Regions from separate parts of the Sus scrofa genome. Here region 1 is linked to region 2. The links are chromatin contacts, called in public Hi-C maps. All regions are on one chromosome and are shown on one strand. Each heading gives the region's core, a stretch centred on a gene start, on an enhancer-like site or on the middle of the called end of the contact. The rest is flanking DNA. Distances are from core to core; before and after follow the strand shown. Region 1 holds the start of BCL11B (B-cell CLL/lymphoma 11B). Region 2 holds the start of VRK1 (vaccinia related kinase 1).

The links. Hi-C and Micro-C count contacts between places; a contact is called where the count stands out from the background.
Region 1: a Hi-C map of embryonic fibroblasts shows a contact between it and region 2, with 2.4 times the contacts expected there. The contact joins the promoter of BCL11B here to the promoter of VRK1 in region 2. A contact is called at or near these places in 2 of 47 Hi-C or Micro-C datasets (embryonic fibroblasts and fibroblasts).

Annotation. Positions count from the first base shown.
Region 1 is chr7:120,292,577-120,299,242 of Sscrofa11.1, forward strand. It overlaps BCL11B (B-cell CLL/lymphoma 11B), which reads right to left and starts at 3,161. Exons shown (of 5, transcript NM_001297633.1): 1 at 3,104-3,161. The coding sequence starts at 3,161.
Region 2 is chr7:117,941,458-117,947,254 of Sscrofa11.1, forward strand. VRK1 (vaccinia related kinase 1) reads left to right here and starts at 1,527. Exons shown (of 13, transcript NM_001243688.1): 1 at 1,527-1,592.

The sequences.
Region 1 (6,666 bases), core at 1,911-4,410, 2.4 Mb after region 2:
CCTCTGCCTGGCCAGCCACTGCCCCTCTTCCTCCCCTCCTGACAAGTGTCACTGTGTTGTGTGGTGTTTGTTTGTATTCATAGCTGGGGCTGTCCTCTGGTTTTAAAAAGCCAGATCCATCTGGGTCAAACGTTGTGAAACAAACCAGAAGCCTAGGGCTTCATCCCCAGCTGTCTCCCACCCCCTACCTCCCTGCTCCCTCTTCTCCCGGACCCTGTCTGTACATCTAACCAGCTCATTACGGCGCCCTTCTCTGACTCCCCCTCCAAGATTATCCACGCTGCGTGTTTCTCAGGCCGTCAGTTATCCTAAGTTGCATCATCATCTTTAAAGAACCTGAGGCCCGGCGGCGGGCTGCCACCCAACTGAAGACAACCGCTTTCTTCTTTCACATTTAAAATCTAAAATGGGAGCCTTGCCTCCCCCCTCTCCCCCACCCCCCCATCAGGGCTGTGACAGCACCCATGTTGCTGGCCAGGGCTCCAGAGCACCCTAAGGCCACGACGCCTGCATCCTTGTGAAGAGGCCCTGCAGCCTCAAGTGCATCCAAAGCTTGCCTTTCCCCTGCCTGCACCCCCATCCCCGGGTGACACAGGACAGACAGAAAAGCCAGCTGCTGTTGGATAATAAATAGCCTTGTCTGAAAACTGGTTGGACCACTCTCCCTGCTTAAGCCCCTGCACATGCCCTGGGCTCCGGGTGCCCCTGCGAGGAGGAGGCGACGGGATATCCCTGGCCCTCTGGTCTCCTTCTCCCCACCTCTCCTTCCCTGCCCCTGCTTCAGCGGCAGCCGGCTTTCCAGCACCACTCTGAGCAAGGCTGAGAGAGCGTGGAACAAATGAAGGACGGAAGGAGGTGACACCCCTCGCCCCCCACGGCCAGCTGCCACCAGTCCTTCTGGCCAGGCCTTTCTCCTGAGGTCCCAGGAATATGCCAGAAGAGGAGAGAGCAAAAGCAAAGCAAACCTACCTGCTTCTTTCCCCCCTTCCACACAACTGCAAACACTCCTGGCTTCTTTGCTGCTGTACCAGCTTGGCAATGCAGCCCCCCCCCAACAACTCCCCCTTCCCGGACCACCCCCACCCCCCAACATCCCCCTCCTCAAAAACAGCCCTTGCAAATATACAGAGGCTACGTGGGGCAAATTGCCTCCTGGAGAAATTAGGCGTCTGCAAGCACAGACATTCTAACAGCCACTCCACCATCTGGGGGGGGGGGTGGTAGAATAAGCAATTGCTAAGGCTTGGTAAAGGACAAAATGTCAACTGGTGAAAAGGACCTTGATCAAACCAGGCTCAGATCTGGTTGCAAAACATTTTGTTTTAAATGCAACCAGCGAACCTTCTTTGATGTTAACAAGGGTGCAAAATCAAAGCGAAGGCCTCTTCCCTCCCACCAAAAAGGCAGCCCCTCTCCCAAGGCAAGCCCACTTTAATAGCTCTTCCCCTCCCCAAAAAATAATAATAAACCCACAAATTCTTACTAATGTATCTGCTGTAACAAAGGAGAGATGGCAGCAGCAAAGGCTCCGAGCAGATGGCTCCTATGCTGGGTTTTCAGGGGAGGGGAGAACCCCTTTATATATTTATTTATTTATTTAAATTTTTTAAAATATAACATAAATATTCGGCTCTCGGCCGCCCCGCCGCCAGTCCTCGGCGGCGGCTGGGCGCGCAGCCCTCTCCAGCTCCCCACCAGCAGCCCGGCCCCAGCCTGACGAGGTGCTCCAAGGATTGCAAGGCACACAACCTGCCCGCGGTTTCGATGGCACCCAGAGGATGTTTTATTTCTATTGCAATTTTTAAAAAGAAAGAAAGGTTCGAAGATTTAAAAAAAAAAAAAAAAACAGGAACGGCGACCCAGGCACCACGAGAGAAAAGACCGCGGGGAAAGGTTTGCGCGCCGCGAGGCAGCGGCCCCGCGGGCTGCGGCGGGCGGGGAGCGCCGCGAGCCGACCTTCGCCGGTGCAAGTGTGCAGGCACCCGGGCGAGCTCCCCTGCAAACCCCGTACCTGGCCCGCTCTCGCCAGCTTCTTCCCCGTGCCTAAATAAACCCAACTGGGGCGCTGGAGGCTGCTGCGTCTCTGCCCCGCTGCCTGACTTTGCCCGCCCCGCCACTTGCTTGAAATCCACACGATTTCAGACAGTGGATTTCCACGGCGACCTGCCTTGTTTATTTAGACAGGGAAGATGAAAGCTCGGAGATAGGAAGATGGGTAAGAAGAGATTGATAGGTCTCTCTCCTTTTTCCTTTTTTTTCTTTCTCTCTTTTTTTTTTTTTTTCTTTCACTGTTTTCCAAGCACATCCCTCTTCCCACTTCTAGCTGACAACCCTTTTTTCCCCCGTGTTGGGGATTTTTCACCAGCCCCCGATGCCCCCACCTTTTTTGGGGAGTGGGGGAAAGAAGACAAGATCATCCCAGGAGACGAACGGAGGTGGGGAAATGGGGGATGGGGGTGCAGGAGCCCGGCAAACAGCCGCGCAGCTGGATTCTTTTGCAAATAGCAAGAGGAGGGGAGAGAAAGGCGGCTGCGGAATCCTAGGACCAGCGTGGCCGGCGCCCTGCCTGGCCGGGTGCAGCAACCGGGACTCGGAGCCGGCGGCCGCCCCTCGCCCCGCGTCTCCCCCAGGCCTGAGCGCACCCCGCTCTCCTCCGCCCGCGCCGTCAGCGCGGACCCACGCGCTCGCCAACTTTTCCCCACTTCCCGGCTCCCCCCTCCCCCTCCGCTCCCCCAGCCCCCTCCCCCTCCTCTCCAAACCCCGCCACCAGCGCCGCCGCCGCCACACACGCCGCTCGGAGGGGCGAGCGTCCAGCCGGGCTCCGCGCGCACACACACACCTCCTCCAGCCTGCGCGCCCCCTCCCCGGCCCGAAGCCCGCTCCGCAGGCCCCCGAGCCCAGGGCGCGTCTGACTGCACGGCGCCCCGACTCCCCCGGCTGCAAAGAAACTTTCCTAGGGCCCCCGCCCCTCCTACCATGCTCTGGGCCGACGCCGCTGCCTCTGCGAGCCGCCCGGGCCACCGGCCCGGCGGCGCCCGGCTCCGTGTCCCCAGCCCCGGAGCCCCATCCTCCGGCCCCTCGCGCGCACGCCGCAGACACTTACGGGTGATGAGCTCCCTCTGGGACAAGTGCTGCGGGTTGCCCTGTTTGCGGCGGGACATTGCCCCGGCATCTATTCTGGCATCGCCCGGAGAGCTGCACTGATGGGGGCGCCGGGGGAGGGGGTCCGAGCCGCCGCCGCTGCTGCTGCCGCTGCTGCCGCCGCGCCGCTGCCGCCGCCGCCGCCGCCGCCGCCGCCGCGCCTCCTCCTCTGCCCCGGTTGGTGTTTTGGTTTTTTTTTTTTTTCCCCTTCCTCTCTTGCCCTCTCTTCCTTCTCTTCTTCTTCTTTATTTTGCTCTTTCTTCTATGCTGTTTTTTGTTTTGTTTGCCAAAAGAAAAAGAAGAAAAAAGAAAAAGAAAAATCTCTCGATCTAAAATAGGAGAAAGGCAAAAAAAAAAAAAAAATCTGTTGCTTGCCGCGGACTGGCTGGTTTCTTTAAAAATATATTCTTTTGAAGGAAAAAAAATCGCTTACACTTCTTCAAACTGCTTGGCCTCCTGGACTTCCAAATGTCTTCTTGAACTTAAACCGGATTTTGCACCGGCTCCTGACACTTTCTTTCAGGGTCTGGTAGGTGGAGAGCGCACTTCTACCAGGAGGGGGGGGGGGGAAGGGGGAAAAATGCAAACAAATAAAAAATAAAAGAAGAAAAGAAAAAGAAAAAAGCAAAGAAAACTTGGGGACTTGTCTCGTACCCCCTCACCCCGCCCCCTCAAAAAACCCAAAGCAATGTAGAACTGCCCCGGTTCGGTTGTTTCTGGGTTTTCTGCGGGCCGCCTGTTTTTTTCTCGGAGACTGACCCTTCCGAGGCTCTGGGGGGACTCCAGGAGCTGCTCCTTCCCAGTTCACCTGGCAGGCTGGCGCCGGCCGGAGAGGCTGCCGGGTCCCCGCGAGCGCTCCCCAGCGCTCCCCTGGCGCCGCGGGCCCGGGGGGAGCTGGGCTGAGGGGCCGCTTGCCCAGTGCGCCTGGGTCGGTGCGGGCGCGGACTGGGAGCTATAGATTGCAACGTGAAGATGGCGGAGTCCGGGTTCTCTGGGAGCTCTCGGTCTCTCTATGGCTGGGGCTGCCTCTGTACAATGGGATAAAATTCAAGTTCAAGTGCGGACGTGACGTTTAATCTGCACTAGAGACAAAAAGACCCAGAGAGTCGGAGCACTGGGGGCGACTAGCGGTGGCTTTTTAACATTGTACCCTGTAAGAGAACAAGAAAGCACATACACACACACACACACACACACACTCGCGCGCGCGCGCACACACACTCACACACACACACACACTCGCCCGTGCGCACACCCGCTGTCCAGGCCGGCCACACGTGCAGCGTTTTTGTGGCTCTTCTCCCTGCGCACTGACAGCGCAAAAGGGAAGGGGGGGAGAACGATGGGCAGGATATTTTTAAATAAAAGAAAATCCTCTCCATCCCTCCTCCCCTCCAGGGAGCAGGACCCCCTGAGAAGGGGGGCGGAGTGCGGTGTGCGTGGAAGTAAGTGGAATTAACACAAGTCCCCACCCACTCATCTGAAAGCCTTTTCGGACTGGGTGGGGAGGAGTAGATGGCTGTGAATGAGGGTTGGGGTCCCCACGGGGACTGGGGGGGGGGTTGGTCATTGCTTCATCTCCCTAGAAAAGTGGCTTGGTTGTTTTTACTTTTGTTTCATTGAGGGGTCGAGGTTAAACTTCGCAAAAGTGTCTCCATATAAATCCTGATATTCCAAACTCTGGGAGAGCGAAGTGGACAAAATAAAAAGAGACTAAGAGGAGATTAAGAGCACATGGGGGGGCGGGGGGGATGTGAGACCTTGTGTGAGTCCCACTTGGGAAGGAATGCTCCTCCGAATCTGTGAGTTCCCTCCACCTCGCCCCCACTAACTCCTGGGGGTCAAACACCGGCCCCACCCCCCAACGCCGAGGTCTGTGGCAAGCGCGGGGGTGAGGGGGCAGGGGTGCTCCACGTGGGAGAGATTCTTGAACATGGTGACCCCACAGTAGGTTTGGCTGGGTCTTCGAACACACTCGTGTGGGTGACCCCCCCCAGGTCCCCCGGTTCCCTCCCACCTCCTGACAAACGCTGCGTGCGACCTGGATGTAACGCCCCCCAACCCCAAAGCTCCTCCGCCCAGGGCAGGACTTGAAATCGCCGGTCAGACTGGGAAGGACGCAGCTGCCGTGTCAGCCGTTTCATCTCCCGGCGAGGACAAGAGGAGTTGTGGGGGCCTGTCGGTGGCCCGGGGACAAGGCCAGGCCGCGGGCCGCGTGGACATCCCCCGCCCTCCCTGTCTCTCCCCAGGCCGCGGCCAACTTCATCGGTTCCGCGACCTGACCTCCCAGCTGGGCGCGCCACGCGGCCGGCCCCCTCGCCCTTCCCAGGGTTTCCCGGGTCTGGGCCGGGAGGCGGCCAGGGCGGGTCGGGGCCTGGCTCAGGGCTGGGCTTCGCCCGCGAGCCCAGCTGCACCCACCCCACCCCGCCCCCAGGCCGGGCTCCGGCGGCCTCGCGGGAGCGAAAGGCTGGGCCGTGACGCCTCCGGGCGCGCGGTCTCCCTCGGGGCCTTTTCCGGGGGGGAGCAAAGGGGAGGGTGTTCGCCCCCAGGGTCTTGGGTGGGGCGACGGCACCTAGAACTTAACAGAGCGCAGAGCCCGTGAGAGGAGACAGAAAGAGCTCCCTGCCCAAGCCACCCCTCGCAAAAATAATAACAATAAAATGTGCCCTAGCATGCAGTTTTGCGGACCGGGCTGCAGGGTCGGCAGACGAGCGAGCGGGCTGGAGACTGGGCGGAGGGGGCGGAGTGGGAGGTGCGGCAGGGCGGGCGGAGAGCGAGTCGGCACCCCCCACACACACACACCCCGTACCCCGGACTGCAGGCTGCTGCCCACCGCCCGCCACCCACACCCCACCTCCACGTGGTCCAAAGTGTAGAAGCACCGCCCTCTCCTCCCATCCAGCCCCACCACGAAAATCTTTCCAGGAAAGGGGCCTAAGTAAGAAAAAAATGCCACACGCACCTTTAATAAACTTCTTAGGAAAACCATAAACCGGACAGCCCAACTCGCCCAACATTCTTAAATTTGGGAGAGAGGGTAACTCTCTTTCTGGGAACTGGCGATGTGAAGTCCAGAGAGGGTTAGCGCCCTGCCCAAGGTCACACAGCGCAGGGGGCTCAGGTCTGGACTCCAATCGTCACGGCTTGCCTGCCGCCCCGCGCCGCCTGCGCTCCGGCTTCCGAAATCCCGGCATGCGACCCTCACCCTCCCAGGGTAGATAACAAGGACCGGGGACCCGGTCTGTGGCCGGAGAGAACAGGGCAGACCCTTCTAGAACGGGGGCCCCGCTACGGACTTCGCAGGGCGCTCGGGGGCCCTGGCTGCAGCTGCCAACTTGTGCGCGTTCGGGCGGCGGGGTCTGGAGAGGGGGCATCCCCGCCCCACCCCAGCAGGAAGTAGCGGGCAGGGGGCGGCGCGGGCCGCGACTGACCCGGGGAGCACTTCCTCATTGGCCCCGCGCTGCCCCGACGGCGGGAACAGGGACGCGCAGGCGGGCCGGCGCAGGGCTGGACAAGCCGCCGCCC
Region 2 (5,797 bases), core at 277-2,776:
CTTTCCCTCCAGTTCTCTGTGGGGTTCCCTGCTGGCCAAATACACCAGAAGCCAGAGGCACAGGAACCAGCTCAGCTTCCTGGGGCCGCCGGCAGGCTGGAGGACCATCTGGAGCCAGTGAGAGTCCCTGGAGGGGCAAATGTGAGTCACCAGGCACATCGCCGCACTGTCCAAGGGGAAGTGTGATTCCAGGTTTTGTGAGGACTGAAGTCATGCAATTTGGGGGGGGGTCCACTTTAAGAAAATCGTACAAAAGTACCTTACCTTGGCAAACAACACCCCCCTCCCTCTAAAACTCCCTCTAACAGAAGGCTTTGGAAGAGACCTTGCTTAAGCTTCTCTAGTTTCTCTGTAAAGCTCCCTCTGCCTATGGCTTTGGTGATTTTGACCTAGAACAGTATCCTGGTCCAAGATAAGCTCACAGTCTCATGGGTGATGGAGGCTGAGACAATTGATTATAAAGCAAACTGTGGCATAAGGGAATTACAGATGGAATACTACAGAAGGTTAGGTAGGCACTGAAATAGGTTCGACAGACAGGTGGAATTTAGAGTCATGGCTAGGAGCGGACAGAATTATATTTATACTGTCTACTCTTTATTGAGCATCTACTACATAAAAAGGACTGTCTCGAGACTATCTCCTTTAGTCCTGACAGAAACAGGAAACTGAGACTCATAGAGGTTAAGTAATCTAGGTTATAAAGATACAGAGTGGAAGAGCAAGGATTTGATCTGCAAGCTGTTTGCTTCCAGAGCCAGAACATGGTATACAGAGCCAGGCTGCTGTGGGAGGAGCCTGCAGTGTGTGGATCCTCAGGTGGAAAAACGCAAACGCCAGTAGGCAGAGGAGGAACTGGGCCAAACCGGAACATAGGGCTGCTTTTACGTCCAACTCTTTGTCAACACATTTATTTATTTGCTTCTCTGTGACATTTATTTTTAAAAATATTTTATTAGAGTATAGTTGCCTTACAATGTTGTGTTAGGTGTATAGCAAAGTGAATCAGTCATACATGTAAATATACCTTTTCTTTTTTCCCCATATAGGTGATTCCTGCGGTATACAATAAACTGTCAGAATGTGTGTGATACTTACACTCCCAATTCTTCCCTCTGCCCAACCGTACACCTACGGTAACCTTAAGGTTGAATTTTTTTTTTTTTTTAACCAACATATTGGTTAAAAAAGCTACTGAGAATACTGGCAATATTTATTTCAGTTCTTAAGGCATTGCCAGGTACAGCATTCAACCAGAAAGATGGACTTAGAGGCGCTATACCACATTTCCCAGGTGCCCACGGGGCAAGAGGGACCGAGATCTTGCTTTGCCCGTAAAACACTACACTTCCCAGCATGCACTGGGTGCGCCGGTCCGCGGCTCCCGCCATGCCCGCGGAGGCGGAGAAGGCCGGCATAGGCTCCGCCCCGCTCGCGCGTTCCCACTCGCCCCGCCTCTCCCGCTCACCCGAGCCAATGAGAAGGCTCCATACTGCGGAGTGTGACGGGGCCGGCGCCTCAACTGAGTTGCAAGTCGGCGAAAGCGGCGGGAAGTTCGTACTGGGCAGAAGGCGACCGGTCTGCGGTTCCGGGTAGGGTAGCCGCGCGCGGAGCTGAGCAAGAGTGCCGGCGCCGAGCGGGGGCCGCGGAGAGGCTGTCGGCGGCCGGGCCGGCGCGGGGCGGCAGGGCAGCCGGGACCTCGGGAGGCGCCGGCGTCCTCTCTCGCCGGGTTTCCCTCAGGCCCCGCTGCGGCCCCGGGCTCCCTGCACCGGCCGGGCGGGTCCCCAAGGCTCCGTTGCCGGTTCTGAACGGCGTGTAGGCGGGTCAGACTTGCACGGCATCCTGGGCGCTCAGGCCGGGTCTGGGAGATGGCTTCTGTAGGCCAGATTGGATCAGCGGCGTCCCTCCGCGGTCTTGGAACTCACGTTCTGCAGGGGAAGCAGAATAGAAGCCAAACTGACCATTTGCAGAAGCGAGAGCTCTCTGAAAACGGGGACAGGCGTCTGTGGGCGGGAGTGATGGGCGGGGGTGGGGTGAGGAGGGCATCTCGGGAGGCGACGTTGGCCTGGAGACCTGAGATAGGGGCAGGAGCCTGCTCGCCCGGGGCTGGCGTTCCAGGCCTGGGCGCCTTTCTTAGCTGTCAAGGTCCGGCTGAGGCCCGGTGAGAGCGGCCCTTGCGGCAGGTTCAAGGCGTTCGAGCTCCGGTGGCGGAATTTTACAAGGGATTTTCGCGTGCCCCTGACAGCTGTTTTTTGTCCCGTCTTCGTAGCTGCAGGGTGGCACCTTTTGCTGATGCTGCTGTATTCGCGGGCGACAGATAGTTTTTCCTACCGTCGGAATAATTTTTGGCTCTGGTCTCAAAACTCTTAGGTGCTTTATTTAAATTCGACAAACGCACCAGGGTTTCCGGGTTGAGAGGGAAATGTGGTAGACCCTAGGTTTCAGTTAAGTCCACTCATTTTTTAACTTTTCTGTCAAGTCACCCCTCCCCCCGTTTTTTTTTTTTTCTTCTCTTCTTGCTATGTATTGACTCGTCCTTTCCCTCCCCCATCTCTCCTTGAAACAGTTTGGAGATACCAGTTTTGCTCTTGGGAAGGTGGTGGTTTTAAGAAACTGTTGAAGGGCCTCATTCATTATTATTTTTTTCTTTTCTTTTTTTTTTTCAACTAGAATTGCCCATCCGTTAAGCTGTAATTTACAAGATTAAAAGAAAATGTATGGCAGCATTATTTTTAAGCGTTCAGAATAAAGGCATCTTGCTTTTCATGACTTTGGAAGTGTGATGCTTTTGGGGAGGATTTAATGTACAATTTTAAAGTAGTTTCAGAGGGAGGCAAGGGTTTTTTGTATAATCATCTTATTCAGGTTATGTCTGTGCTGTCCAAAATGGCATATAGTAATTGGAATTACATTTACAGGTAGTTAAGGTCAGGTCATCCTCTGATATAGCAAGTTGTCACTTAACACTGGCTTTCTCTGCCGAAGCCGCCGTGGGTGCTGTTCTCTGTGCATCTCAGCGTTGCTGATCAGATTCTGGGTTAATGCAGTAACAACTTGAATTTGATGGCAGTAACTTGTGTTCAGCATTACTGTCCATTTAGTGCTGCTATCTACAACAGATGAGATTTAGAGTGTAAGGGCTTCTTAATGTTCAGTGTTGCAGAAATTGTGAGAGGATATTTGGTCAACAAATGAGAAAGCGGAGAAATGTGTCAAGCACAGAACCTGACATACAGTAAGTTCGTAAGTGCCCAGGAAATGGTTATATGGAAAGCTTATGCCGAGTCTTATTCCAGGATGCAAATGTATATTTTACAAATAACAGTCATGCATTCAAAATGTTGACAGACCCTAAAATTAACTTTCTTAAATAGGCCAGCTTTTTTTTTTAAATTGAGAACTAATGTGAAATAATAGTAAATAGGTAAGTGAAAGTCCCAGATGTCTAGGAAAGAAAAAAGATTTTTCTTGGACAGCTGTATGTATGTTTTTCCTTAAAGCCTTCCCTAGTAAGTTATGATGTGCTATAAGAAGAATTTTGATTTAAAAAGTAGAACTTTGAAAGTATTTTTGATTTGATAAATAGAACTTACTGGAAATGGGGCAGAGCTTAAACATTTACCTTATATATAACAAGTGAGGAAGGATGGTTCCTAGATTTACGCGAACAGTGCACATGCCGATATCTCCATGTAGCGGACAGGAACCCAAGGGAAGTTGAGTGCTGCCTCTTTGTGTGCGGTGCTGAGGCTTTCGTGGAAATTGGTCTTGATGGGTTGTGAGAATGGAAGGGTAACTGGATAGGACTGGAGAATATATTTCAGACTGGTAGGATATTTTGCAAGCTTGTCTGGGTTATTTTTCAGAGGGAGCAGCAGTGGACTCACATAATCACCAGATGTCTATGTCGGGAACCGTGCTGGGTGCAGAGTCTGTTCTTGCCATTGTAGTGTTTTGTTGAAGCAAGATTTCTTTTACACTGATAGAGGTCATTTCTTGTCGGCTTTGGCTACTTAGCACCCAGCACACAAGTAGTCAACTGTGTCTGGCACATTTGAAAAACTACACTCTTAGTGATAACATGGAATTTTTAGTAAGGGTGTACGATTAATTTAGAAAGGTGATAGCATCCTGACAAAGCATTTAGCTAGGTGGTGGAACCAAGATGTTTTTACTCGGGGATAGGTTTGGCCCTTTCGACCAATATTCCTGTGAGTATTTCTTACTTGCCGTTATAACGATGTAAGGAGGATCTTGCCCTTTAACATCTTCCGCCCTCACCTTCTGAAGGACACTTAAGTACTTCTCGTTCTGCGATCGATCGTTCTGCGATCGATCGATCATTGCTTTGAAGTAATTTCATTCACTCGCCCAGTTATTCCTGCTCCGTCTCTCCCAGTGTCGTCTTAAATCTTTACATTCAAACTCAAGCACATTCTACTCTTCTTTTCTGGATGGCGTATGGGCAACACTTGAAGAAAAACTCTAGAGAGCCTGGGGAGGTGTGAAGTCTGCCCTTCTCCCCATAATCAGAGTTTGGTTTTTAACATTCACCAATAAATGCTGATGACAAGAAACTGCTTTTAGTAACATTAGTCAGTAAATTTATTAAGAATTTCATTAAGATTTCCCCTTGTGGCTCAGTGATTAACAAACCTGACTAGCATCCATGAGTATGTGGGTTTGATCCCTGGCCTTGCTCAGTGGGTTAAGAATCTGGCGTTGCCGTGAGCTGTGGTGTAGATCACAGATGTGGCTTGGATCCCGCATTGCTGTGGCTGTGGTGTAGGCCAGCAGCTACAGCTCTGATTCTACCACTAGCCTGGGAACCTCCACATGTCGTGGGTGTGTGTGGCCCTAAAAAAACAAAGACGACAACAACAAAAAAACATTTTTAGCTGCAGCATTTTTGTCAACTTGGTTTGAATTGTATAATGTATTTAGTCTTTGTGTAGGTATGTGGATTTTGATGATTCTTGGCAGCAACTCCTATCTCTCTGTAGGTCTCTGGCCCATAGGATAGGAACTGGTACTTTCAGATTTGAAAATTAGGTAGATGCCATTCACACTGGCAGATACTTAGGGTGAATGTTAAACCTATACTCACACTAAAATGTTTATCAAGAAACCACATATATTAAGCGGGAGGATACACTAGATAGAAGTTGCAAGGTTATTAATTTGAGATTTGGGAATGTTCTGTCATATACTTTTTAAGCAAATTTGTATACTTTATTGGAAGGACTCAGTTGTCTTACAGAGCTCAATGTCCAGAACATCCGGAGTGATATAGTTGGTCCTGCAAGTGACTGAATGAGAACAGGAAAGCCACTGGGAACAGGGCAGTACCATCCCACTCTTTTTACAGCCCTATAGCTTCTTTCTATGTGTTTATGTCACTTTCTCTCTGCAGGTAGGCCGTCTTGCTGCTGTTTACATTTGGGGCAGATATGTCTGTTCCAAGATCCCCAAGGAGACTCCATTATCTAATTGTCATTTCTATTTGAAATTTTAAAAAAGTCACGAAGTTGGACATTTTATAGCTAACTACAGCGTTATTTCAGATAATTGCCTTTTTCAAAATTTTTTTGTAACCAAGTAGCAGCTGAACAAATGCCATTATTTGATGATATGTACAAATGTTTTGGGATCACACTGTGAGTTAAGAAGTGCTGTTAAGGAGTTCCTTTGCAGCTTAGCGGATTAAGAACCTGACTGGTATCCTTGAGGATGCGGGTTTGATTCTTCAGCCTTGCTCAGTGCGTCAAGGATCTGGCAGTTGCAGCTCCAGTTCAAC